3 separate regions of the Mus musculus genome follow, and regions 1 and 3 are each linked to region 2. A link is a contact called in public promoter capture Hi-C data. All regions are on one chromosome and are shown on one strand. The core of a region is the stretch at or near the end of the contact, and the rest is flanking DNA. Distances in the headings are between cores, read along the strand shown.

Evidence for each region. Promoter capture Hi-C pulls out the DNA fragments that hold promoters and counts their contacts.
Region 1: a promoter capture Hi-C map of embryonic stem cells shows a contact between it and region 2, with 5 times the contacts expected there. The contact joins the enhancer-like site here to the promoter of Dhodh in region 2. A contact is called at or near these places in 8 of 39 promoter capture datasets (the HPC-7 cell line, cranial neural crest, embryonic stem cells and 5 more), 2 of 15 datasets of contacts at CTCF or cohesin (large pre-B cells and pro-B cells), 5 of 484 Hi-C or Micro-C datasets (the G1E-ER4 cell line, the N1E-115 cell line, cortical neurons and 1 more) and 1 of 115 datasets of contacts at active chromatin or transcription factors (embryonic stem cells).
Region 3: a contact with region 2 is called in a promoter capture Hi-C map of cranial neural crest. The contact joins the enhancer-like site here to the promoter of Dhodh in region 2. A contact is called at or near these places in 9 of 39 promoter capture datasets (the 3T3-L1 cell line, cranial neural crest, embryonic stem cells and 5 more) and 1 of 115 datasets of contacts at active chromatin or transcription factors (stem cell-derived neural progenitor cells).

What each region holds. Positions count from the first base shown.
Region 1 is chr8:107,609,235-107,612,610 of GRCm38.p6, reverse strand. No RefSeq gene overlaps it. Among named protein-coding and RNA genes, the nearest start is that of Psmd7, 22 kb to the right of the region's middle. Within about 2 kb of position 1,555, at least 7 of the 459 cell types and tissues checked have an H3K27ac peak or open chromatin away from gene starts, as enhancers often do. A contact at or near this core is called in embryonic stem cells, where this site is marked.
Region 2 is chr8:109,606,910-109,610,332 of GRCm38.p6, reverse strand. It overlaps Dhodh (dihydroorotate dehydrogenase), which reads left to right and starts at 1,660. Exons shown (of 9, transcript NM_020046.3): 1 at 1,660-1,981. The coding sequence starts at 1,961.
Region 3 is chr8:107,683,459-107,687,141 of GRCm38.p6, reverse strand. No RefSeq gene overlaps it. Among named protein-coding and RNA genes, the nearest start is that of Gm42040, 94 kb to the left of the region's middle. Within about 2 kb of position 1,686, at least 16 of the 459 cell types and tissues checked have an H3K27ac peak or open chromatin away from gene starts, as enhancers often do.

The DNA of each region.
Region 1 (3,376 bases), core at 306-2,805, 2.0 Mb after region 2:
TTAATATTCTGTTCTGCAGAAAGGGACAACACAGAGAAAAGGCAAAAGTGGCCAGCAGTGCTGATTTGGCACAGGAGGGTAGGTGTTTAAGTCCCCCATCGTAAGATGTTCATGTCCCCTTCTCTCAGAGTTCCCAAATTCCCCCATCTCCTTGGGTTAGTACTCAAAGCCTTAAATAATGGATAATTCCTTTTCTGATCTTGGCCTTAGTTCATAACAGACAACCTGGAACTTGCCAATTCTCAGAGTTTTGGGACAAACAAGCAAGTGCCAGTTGGCCACCAGCCACAGGACAAGGGCCGGTGCCTCCTGCTTATCCACAACTCTGTTGTGAACCTCATGCTGAAAATGGTCCAGAGCAACCTACTGCTTACAGAAACACGTCATGGGAAATCGGATACAGCCTTCCACCATCAGCACTGGGTACTGTGTGGCATGAGCCTAGGGTTCCGGGGGCCGGGGAGGCTGAGACAGGAGAGCCTCTGGATCTAGAAACAAAGTGAGACCTGATCCCCAAAGGGAAACACAACACAAACTCATACACACACATACACTCACACACTCACAACACACACACATATATTCACATCAGATACACATTCATACACACACACCAGACACACATGCACATACTACACACTCACATACTCACACAACACACATAGATTCACACACCACATATACTCCCACAGAACACACACTCCAACACAACACACATATTCACACAAAACACACAATACACACACAACACGTTCATACAGTACATACAACACACACACACCAAATTTCCCACTAAGCAAACGCAGTTCTTTTCTCAAATACACAAACAGGCATGATTTCTTTATACAGATGATTGGTTTGGTTTGGGAATTGGCTTATTTCCTTCTCCATACCCTATCTTCCCCTCCCCCATCCTCCTCCTCCTCCTCTTCCTCTTTCCCCTTCTTTTTCTTCTTCTTCTTTTTTTTTTTTTTTTGTTTTATTCATCAGTGGTGAGTGTATACACACATGGATAACACAAAACTAATATGGAGGTCAGGGGATCTAACGTCTGTCCTGTCCTTCTCCCATTTGAAAACCAAGGACTGCTCTCAGGTTGCTATGCTTGGCTGCACATGCCCTTGCCCACGGACCCATCGCCCCAGTCCTCCAGCCCACATTTTCTATAGCAACAACTTTCTTTTAAAATCAGGGAGGGCGTTGTAGCACATGTTGGAAATTGTAGCACTGTGGAAGCAGAAATAGGCAGATCCCGGGGCTGTAGACTACCTGCCTTTGGAACACTGACCTGCTTGTCCGGTGGTTACGCTAGTCTTGGCTCCCTGTCTGCTCCAATAAACTCATTTAATCTTAAAAAAGAAAAAAAGAAAAGAAGTGACCCACCCCTGAGGAACCACACCCACAATAGTCTCTAGTCTCCATGCACTTAAGAAAGAAACAAAGAAGCAAAGAAAGAAACAAAGAGGGAAACAAAGAAGGAAATCAGCCTAAGGTAGAGATGGAAAAGGCCCAATCCAATCTGAAAGACTGAGGTGAGCACAGGAAGAATGGCTGATGCTCGCAGTCCGCTCAGACACCAGAGCCCCAGCTGCGGCTCAAGCCTGCCAGGAGACTGCCAAGCCTACCCCGTCCTCACACGCCAGGGGTGGCTTGCTTTCTCTCCTACGGAGATAATGGGCTTTTCAGCACTTTCACCAAATTACTGACAGGAGGACCTATTTCCCCTTCCCGGGAAAGCGACCGATAGCGACAGAAGCAAGAATCGCTTTAACCACTAAATTATACATCGAAGAGGACGAGGGGGTTACACGAAACTCCTACGGAATTCCATTGCAAAGTCCTTCGCCGCTCAAACTTTGTACAAATGGGCTAACAAAAGTATCTGACCTGGAATTTTCCTTCCTGGATCCTTTCATGGTTTCCACCTCAGGACTTAGTCGCATAATAATTTTCCCTCTTTTAAAAAAAAAGGTAATTTTTTAAATTGTGTATATCTGTATGTATCTGTGCTTTTTGTTTGAGAGACCATAACATTTGGAAGGGTAAGGGAGAATCTGGAAAGAGTTAGGGGAAGGGAAAGAATACAATTTAAATATTTTAGAAAAATAAAACTTAAAGAAGACAGGTGTAGGGGTGCATGCCTTTGATCTTAAGAGGCAGGTGGATCTCTTTGAGGCCAGCCTGGTCTATATAGTGAGTTCCAGAACAGCCAGGGCTATGTAGAGAGACCCTGTCTCCAATAAAAATAAAAATAAAATAAACGTTTAAATACATTTAAAAATAGTGATTTTTACTTTTTAATCATGCATGCCTGTGTCTTTTCCTGTGTATGAGTATGTCCATGTGAGTGTAAGCATCCACGGAGACCAGAAGAGGGTGCTAAATGTCCAGGAGCTGGTTGTGAACCACCCCATGTGGCTGCTGGGAACTGGACTCCGGTCCTCTCCAAGAGCAGCGAGAGCTCATAACTACAGAGCCATCTCTCCAGCCTGACGCCCCCAACCCATGTTATTTTTCATTAACATTGCAATTAAGAAGCATAGCTAATTGTTGTGGAATTACAAAATACTGAAAGGTCCCTTGTTTGACCCTCTTGGTTTTCTGAGAATGAAGCAACCATGTCACTGGCTCAGTTAGGAATAACATTCCGGTTTTTTTTTAATTTATTTATTTATTATATGTGTGTACACCGTAGCTGTCTTCAGACACTCCAGAAGAGGGCATCAGATTTTTGTTACGGATGGTTGTGAGCCACCATGTGGTTGCTGGGATTTGAACTCAGGACCTCTGGAAGAGCAGTCGGTGCTCTTAACCACTGAGCCATCTCACCAGCCCCACATTCCGGTTTTAACATTGGTACACATATTACCACAATGTCCACAGGGTCTAGGTCCAAATTATTGCCATTTTCCCGGGTAATCTTTGTGCCCAGCTCACAGCCAGGCACAAGTAGAAGCTTAACAAATACTATCAGGTGATGGGTATGCTCAATTATAGAATATTTAAAACTGCCCTATGTTTAAGTCTCTCAAACAGCAAAACAATTGCAGCTCTTACATACACCTTAGCTCAGCACCTGACCAGTTCATTCGAGAAGCACACCAACGTGCAACCAAAGCTCAGAAAGCAGCTGAAAAATATTTCCCCTCTTGTGGATCATCCCTGTCTTCTCAGACCACAAAACACAAAGCCAACATCCAATACAAAGTGAATTAAAAGACAGGATCCTGAAACTCCTGACACTTTCCAGCATCAAAACTTAGGCAGGCTTCAAAATCCAATTCCTAGGTTAATTGCTGGGCAAAAGAAAAGAACTCACATTGTTTAAGGGGATCAACCTGCTCTTCCAAGATGGAAGACAGCACACACAGACGCA
Region 2 (3,423 bases), core at 411-2,910:
ATTGAGAATTCCACCAGAACACTCTAATAGACGATACCAACTTTCAGGAAAATACCACGATACAAAATAAATACACCATGGTGGTATATACCTTTGGTCCCAACATTAGGGAACCAAAGGCAGGCAGACTTCTGAGTTCCAGGCCACAGATAAACCCCAAATCAAAACCAAAACTCAAAATCAATATAACAAACCCATCCTCAAGCAGTGAGACAGCTCAGTGGTCAAAGGTGCTTGCTGCCACACCTGACAGCCTGAGTTCTGTCCCCAGAAAGCACATGATGCAAAGACAGGACTGATTCCTGCGAGTTGTACCCTGATCTTTATACATGTACCATGCCCCCGCCCCCACCCCCCCCCAGAGTTATTTACTGGCCTACACATGTCTGCCATAGCAGGCTGCTGTCTGAACTCTCTCACACACAGAACAACAAATTTAAAACAAACAAACAAACATTCAATCACTAACCCAAACTCCTAGATACGTCACTTCTAGGTATAGTCCCTAAATAATCCAAGCTGGCATATGACCGAGGTACCTGTATATCTATGTTTTTTGGAGCAATATTCACAACAGCCAGTTTATGGAAGCAGTAACAGACAAACAGATCAAGATAATGATATATATGATACATATATGGTATGGAACAACATTCAACCATTAGAAAGAATAAAATGAGGTAATTTACAGGAAAATGTATGGGACTGGAGATCATGTTACATGAAGCAAGCCAATCTCAGACTGCTAAATATGCTTTTTTTCTTGTATGCAGGATACAGACCTTAAAAGGACTTATTTTTAGAATTTATGTGTACACACACACACATCTACCTGTTGGTATGGGAAAACCAGTACAGTGCCCCAGAAGAAATGTGGTCCTGGAGTTACAGGCAGTTGTGAGCTACCTGATGTGGGTGCTGGAAACGGAACTTGGGTCCTCGCCAAGAACATCAAGTGCTAACAGCTGAGCTATCTCTCCAGCCTCCTGTAACCTGACCCAAATTATGACCTAAAGTGGGGAAGTATTATTCCAGAAAAGGAAGGGGACCAGTGGGAAGGGGGACAATAGGATACAAACATAAGGTTAAGGGCCAGAGTACGTGGGTCCAATCATCTGTAACTACCGTTCCAGAGGATTCAATGCCCTCCTCTGGCCTCTGTAAACGCTTGGCACAGAGGCACTTGAGTGCTGAGGCAGGATTGGTTTTTAGAAAAACCTGGCCTACACCATAAGATTATCTTAAAAATAAAACCATATTTACTTATCAACACCTCAGAGTTTACTTTTAAAACCAGTGGGTAAATTTTTGTGTGTTTGCATGAGTGTACTTTTTTTTTCCTTCTCCCTGTAGAGACAGGGTTTCTCCATGTTGTAGCCTAGGCTCTCCTGGAACTCATTCTGTAGACCAGGCTGGCCTCAAACTCACAGAGATATGCTTGCCTTTGCCTGCCAAGCGCTGGGATTAAAGGCCGGCGCCACCACTGCCCTGATAAAACAGAATTCTTAGGATTTCTGTTTCAGAAAGGGGGCTATGAAAGCCATACCGCAGCACCGGCATAAAGACAACCGTGCGGAACCTTCGGGCTGCATCGCCCTTTGTTTCCTTCCCAGGGACAGGGAAGCATTAGGGTAGTGCGCACTACCGGGCGCTGGGGTTGGTCTGCAGATTTCGGAAGCGTCTGCTCCCCACTCGAGACTTCCGGAAGCCTCCTCCTCACGGTTGCACCGAAGGAAGGGTGCGCGACTTCAGAGCAGCGTCCCTTAGGAGGCGCGACAGCGACAAGACAGAAAGTAGGCACGTCCCGCCACGGAGCCTGACTCCGGGCAGAGCGCACGCGTTCGGCTGTCCAATCAACGTCTAGGGGCGGGCCGGCTGGTGGGGCTTGGGAGATAGGTGGAGCCGAGCCCACATTCTCCAATGGGATGCAGGCAGAGGCGGGCTTAATGGCAGAAGGAGCATGGCGTGGAGACAGCTGAGAGTGAGTCCTGCGCGGGGAAGCTCATTCGTGGTGTGGATAACCGGCAGGGAGGGGGATGAGGCTGGGAAACTGAAAGGCTGGGACCCTTGAAGTGTGACCTGCACGTGCACAGCTAAGGGCATGCAAAAAGCAAGCGTATGTGGGCAGAGGCTAGGCTGAACCTGAGAGATACGCGGGCATTTTTTTTTTTTTTAAATTGATCCAAGTATCGGGCCTTTGTGAGGACACGATCGCCTACGCTCCAAGGAGGGATGAAATAAGACATAAGGCCACCCTTTTGGATCAAGTGTGGTCAGAATGGAAGTTCCATGTGAAGAGTTCTTAGTTGTGACCCTGGTCTGGAAAAAGGGCACAGATACTGGTGCTTGACTTGAGGAATTTCTGCAAACTCCCCGAGGAGGGAGAATGAATACTTGGTTTGTGTTGCAGGCAAATCTGATCATATCTGCTACTTCCTTGTTTAGTGGACAAATCCCATTAAAAAAAAAAAAAAAAGTGTAGGCGCGCGCGCACGTGCGTGTGTGCACACGTGAGTGCAGATACCCTCTGAGACCAGAGGGTTTTGGATCCTCTAGAGCTCCAGTTGTGAGCCGCCTGACATGGGAGCTGGAACCGAACTCAGTTCCTCTGGCAGAGCAGCACGTGCACTTAAACCAAATCTGTTAGCCAAATGTTGGCTGACGCCTCTCTTCTTTTCTCCTGTTTCATTTAAAGCAGTGTTTTCCTTTTAGTTCCAAGCAGCCGTCTATCCCTCCCCCATGCCTTGGCCCCTCTCATTGGCCTCATCCACCTAGAGATCTCTTCTCCAGCTGCTATCTCCTCTTTAGCTTGTGTCTAACCTTTGAAAGTCAGCTTTTACTCGCTTCCTCAAGATCCTTCCATGATTTATCCCTTCATGTCACTTGTCATGGCTCTATGTTTATGTGGCCATTAGTTTGTCTCTTGGGTTACACTCTCCTGAAGAACAGGTTTGCTTGCCTTTGGTGAAGGATCGAATGAGTGCATTAGCCACATAGCATCTGGCAGTGATAGTTATCGAAAAGCATAGGGAAGCACTTTTGACTGGGTTGTGGTTCTCTGCCCAACAAGACTTAAGCTATGTTTATATTGTAACCACTTTTATATTATACTCATATGACATTTTATGCTGGTAACCTTTCTAGGTATAATTTTAAAGTGTAAACAAACACCATGTTCTTACCACAGTATGAAGGAGAAATGAAAACATGCGTTTTAGTATGTAGAAGTCAGAGCACCACTCACCCCTATAGATGGTCAAATGTTTAAGCCTCTCCTTAGAAATGATTGCCACAGGTGTGCCCTGGTTTACAAGCAGAGCATCATACTCTCTGGTGAGGCTGTAGGGATGACGACTTATTCTTGGTACTGTTGTGTAAGCTGTGTTCCTCAATTACAAGGTGCCAGTGTTCCTGGAAAGTATT
Region 3 (3,683 bases), core at 437-2,936, 1.9 Mb after region 2:
CTTTCCTATTTGGCCTTGGCCCACAAAAGCAAAAGGCAGCACTGAGGGGGGTAAAACCCATTACCAAAGCTGCGGGTCAGCGCTCCTTAACTGAAGTTTCACTGGGCTGAATTCCGAACTACCCATTTCAGTTTAGTTAGTACAACTCAGCAAATGCGTTCTACCTCAATGACCTTCCAACCTTGACCCAGTGAGATTTGAAGCAACAGTGTCCCAGCTTTTACTATGTCTTTTTTTTTAATCAATGATGCCCCAAATTTCAACGTATTTTTAAAATCTCTTTTTTTAAAATGTCTAGCTTGTATAAATGGCATAAAATACATGTACTATCATAGCAGTACAGGTAGCTTACTAAATTCGGGAATACAACCATGAGGTGAATGGTTTGTTTTAGTCTGCTGAGCAGGCGCAGTAGTGTACGCCTATAATCCCCAGGATGAGGAGCTGAGGCAGGGAATTATAACATGAAGAAAGGCTAGCCTGGTCTACATGGTGAAACACTGCTTCAAGAAAACAAGCAAAAAAGGAAAACTTAATGACTGGTCTGTGGTCAACAAACTGCAGAGACACTGACCCCAGAGTACTAGTGTGGGGGCCTAGAATGGCCATTTTTACAGCCATCCAAAGGACCCTGGTAGACATTTTACCTAGACAAATTCATTTTACTCTTTATAACACTTCCACATTTAGGCTTCGGTGAGACGGCTCAGCCGTAAAAGTGCTTGCTAAGCCACCCTGACAACTGGGAGTTCTGGAACCCACAGTGGAAGGAGAAAATCCACAAGGTGTCCTCTGACCAGCACACACACACAATAAATAAATAAGCAAACAAACAAACAAATAAATATCACAAAGGCTAGTAGTACTCTAGCCTACACACACACTGTCTGTAGTTTCACTTATCATGGGTAACAACAGTCCAGAAATATTTACAGAAATTTGCATAACTATGGTCTAATCTTAAATTGTCATCCTGAGTGATGACCTCTGCCACTAGTCCATCCTGGCCCTTCGAAGACGTGAATTTTCCATTGGTACCCAGTCTGAGCGCGTGGCTCTCCTCGGCAACTTAAAAACAGAGAGCGCATCCACGTGACTTGCTACAGCATATTATTCCAATCATTTTATTATATTATATACTATCACTAATCTCTTACCATGTTTAACTTATAAACATGATTTTCTTTTAGGTATATATGTCCAGGACAGAAAAATATACAGCGTTGGGTACGCTGTCCTTGTAGGCAACCACTGGAGAGAGTCGGGGACACAAATGGGAGATGACTATTACAGCAGCCAACTCTGAAGATGAAAGGCCATGAGGCACGGGTGCTTCGTCATTTCCCAGGCTCAAACAGCTTAGGAAGTTTAAGAGGCAGAATTGGAATCCCATTTGGCACCTAATCAGTGACATAATCTCACTAAGTTAGAAAAACACAATTGACCCCAAACCCAAGGTAAACAGAAAGAATTAGAGAACATGTGCGCGCGTGTAGAATTGGGGGGGGGGGGGGGGTTGCCTGTGTGTGTCTGTTTGTGTGTCTGAGTCTCAGGGGTTGCGCCCCGAGAGCCACAACCCTTGTCTTTTGTAAGTTTGTGTTTTTGAGACGCGGTCTCCCGAGAACGGGCTGATTCAGCTAACATAGCCAGCAAGCTCCAGTGATCCTCATGTCTTGCCTCCCCAACGCTAAGATTCCAAGCTTTTACCAGGTGTCCAACATCAAACTCAGGTTCTCATCTGAGCAGCAAGCACTTTGCCAATTAGAGACAACTTCCAGGTAGAGCCTCCAGGGGGCGCTCCATTGGCTGCATCAACCCCCAACAAGCTAGCAGAACAAAATCCCTCTTCTCTTTCACGGGAGTCACCTTTTTCTGGCATCTTGAGGCGAGACACTTCTCAAAAGTCAAAGGTAGAAAATAAGACGCAAAAAAATCGCATCAATAAAGTATCATCAGCCAGAACCGCTCGCTGCCCGTTTTCCTTTGAACGCAGCCTTTGACCGTATGGAACTCATTTTCACCATCTGCCACTCCGTGTTTCTGCCTCCTTTATAGTAGTTCCTTCTCCAAACACTCGGTAGCTTCCTCTCTTCACATTTGTAAATGCTGTTGACTGTGGATAGGATCCATGTTTACTTTCTACTCGAAACCCCATAGGAAAGCTTGTTTTAATCAACCGCAGATGCTTCAGGTCCGCTCTGCTTAGCTTGGCCCAGAACTTCAGAGGGAAATAAAAGAAAAATCTTTATTTTATATTTCAATTGTAGATTGCTACAGACTAAATACAGCGCCAAACTGTTATTGGAAACAACACAGCCACTGGAATAACGATAGCCAACATCGCGTTTTTACAATTATAATTTTTTCTGGCATTTGTTTAACCCAAGATGGTTCCTGTATTTTATAAAAGGGTTTTTTTTTTCCTTCCCCAACTACTCCGAATGAACCTTTATGGAAGCTGTAGAAGTTAGTAATTTATTTTTAATACATTCTTGTACATTTGAAAAAAATTGAAATTATAGCACAATACATAGTCATTAGTTTTTTATGGTATCCTTTTGAATTCCTTCAAAAACACTCATTAGCCAGCCCTAGCATCCAGTGACTTTGCTTGTAGGGTTTGACTTGGGACATGTAGTTCATAATGAAGAAAAACATTTTTCTCAAAAGTGACACCAGAACTGGGTCTGGAGAGATGGCTCGGAGGTTAAGAACACTGACTGTTCTTCCAGAGGTCCTTGGTTCAATTCCCAGCACCCATGTGGCACCTCACAACTGTCAGTAACTCTTGTGCCAAGGGATCTGACACCTTCGAAATGCAATAAAAAAAATTTTAAGTGGCCCCAGAATGAGTACAACTAATTCCAGGGAGGACCTAGTGTGGCTCTCTGTAGCTCCAGGGAGGACCTGGTGTGGCTCTCTGTAGCTCCAGGGAGGACCTAGTGTAGCTCTCTGTAGCTCCAGGGAGGACCTGGTGTGGCTCTCTTTCTGTAACTATTTCATTATACATGTCATGTCTGTAACCACACACTTTCCTACCCACTCCCAAGTTCCCCAAAATAACAACTCTGAGACTTCTTATATACGAATATATGCCTAGTCCAATAGCTTTGGCTCATTTCCACTAGCTCATAAGTCAGTTATCCTGTTTAAACCAGTCTAAGATATGCCATGTGGCTAGTCACCTCTCCTTTGGTTTCACGTGACCCTCTTCCTCAGAGTTCAGGTCAAATCCTTCTACTCCTGAATCTGTCCCAGAAATCCCCTCTCTTTACCAGAACACCCACTTTCCTATTTCCTGCATAAGCTGACAGGCCAACAGCATCGCATTGACAGGTGATGCTTCCACACAACGCACCAGAGATTCTCTTTACACATGTCAAACCTCACTGTGTACTTATTGTTATGAAATATATAAGATGGCCAGGGGGTGCCTGGCAGGCCCACACCAAGGTGTCCCCTGAGAAATAACACCAGACAACAGATTTGGTACAAAGGGGGAAGGGAGAGGAGTGAGAGACTAGAGAAGAGGTAGAGGCAGGCAGACAGGAGAAGACCCATGAGGGCAGAGAAGGGAGGATAGAGAAGGAGAGAGAGAGCACACACAGAGGAGAACACATGGGAATAGAGAGAAAGCTGGGGTGGCAAGCAATCCTTTTATATGCCACCCACAACTGGCAGAT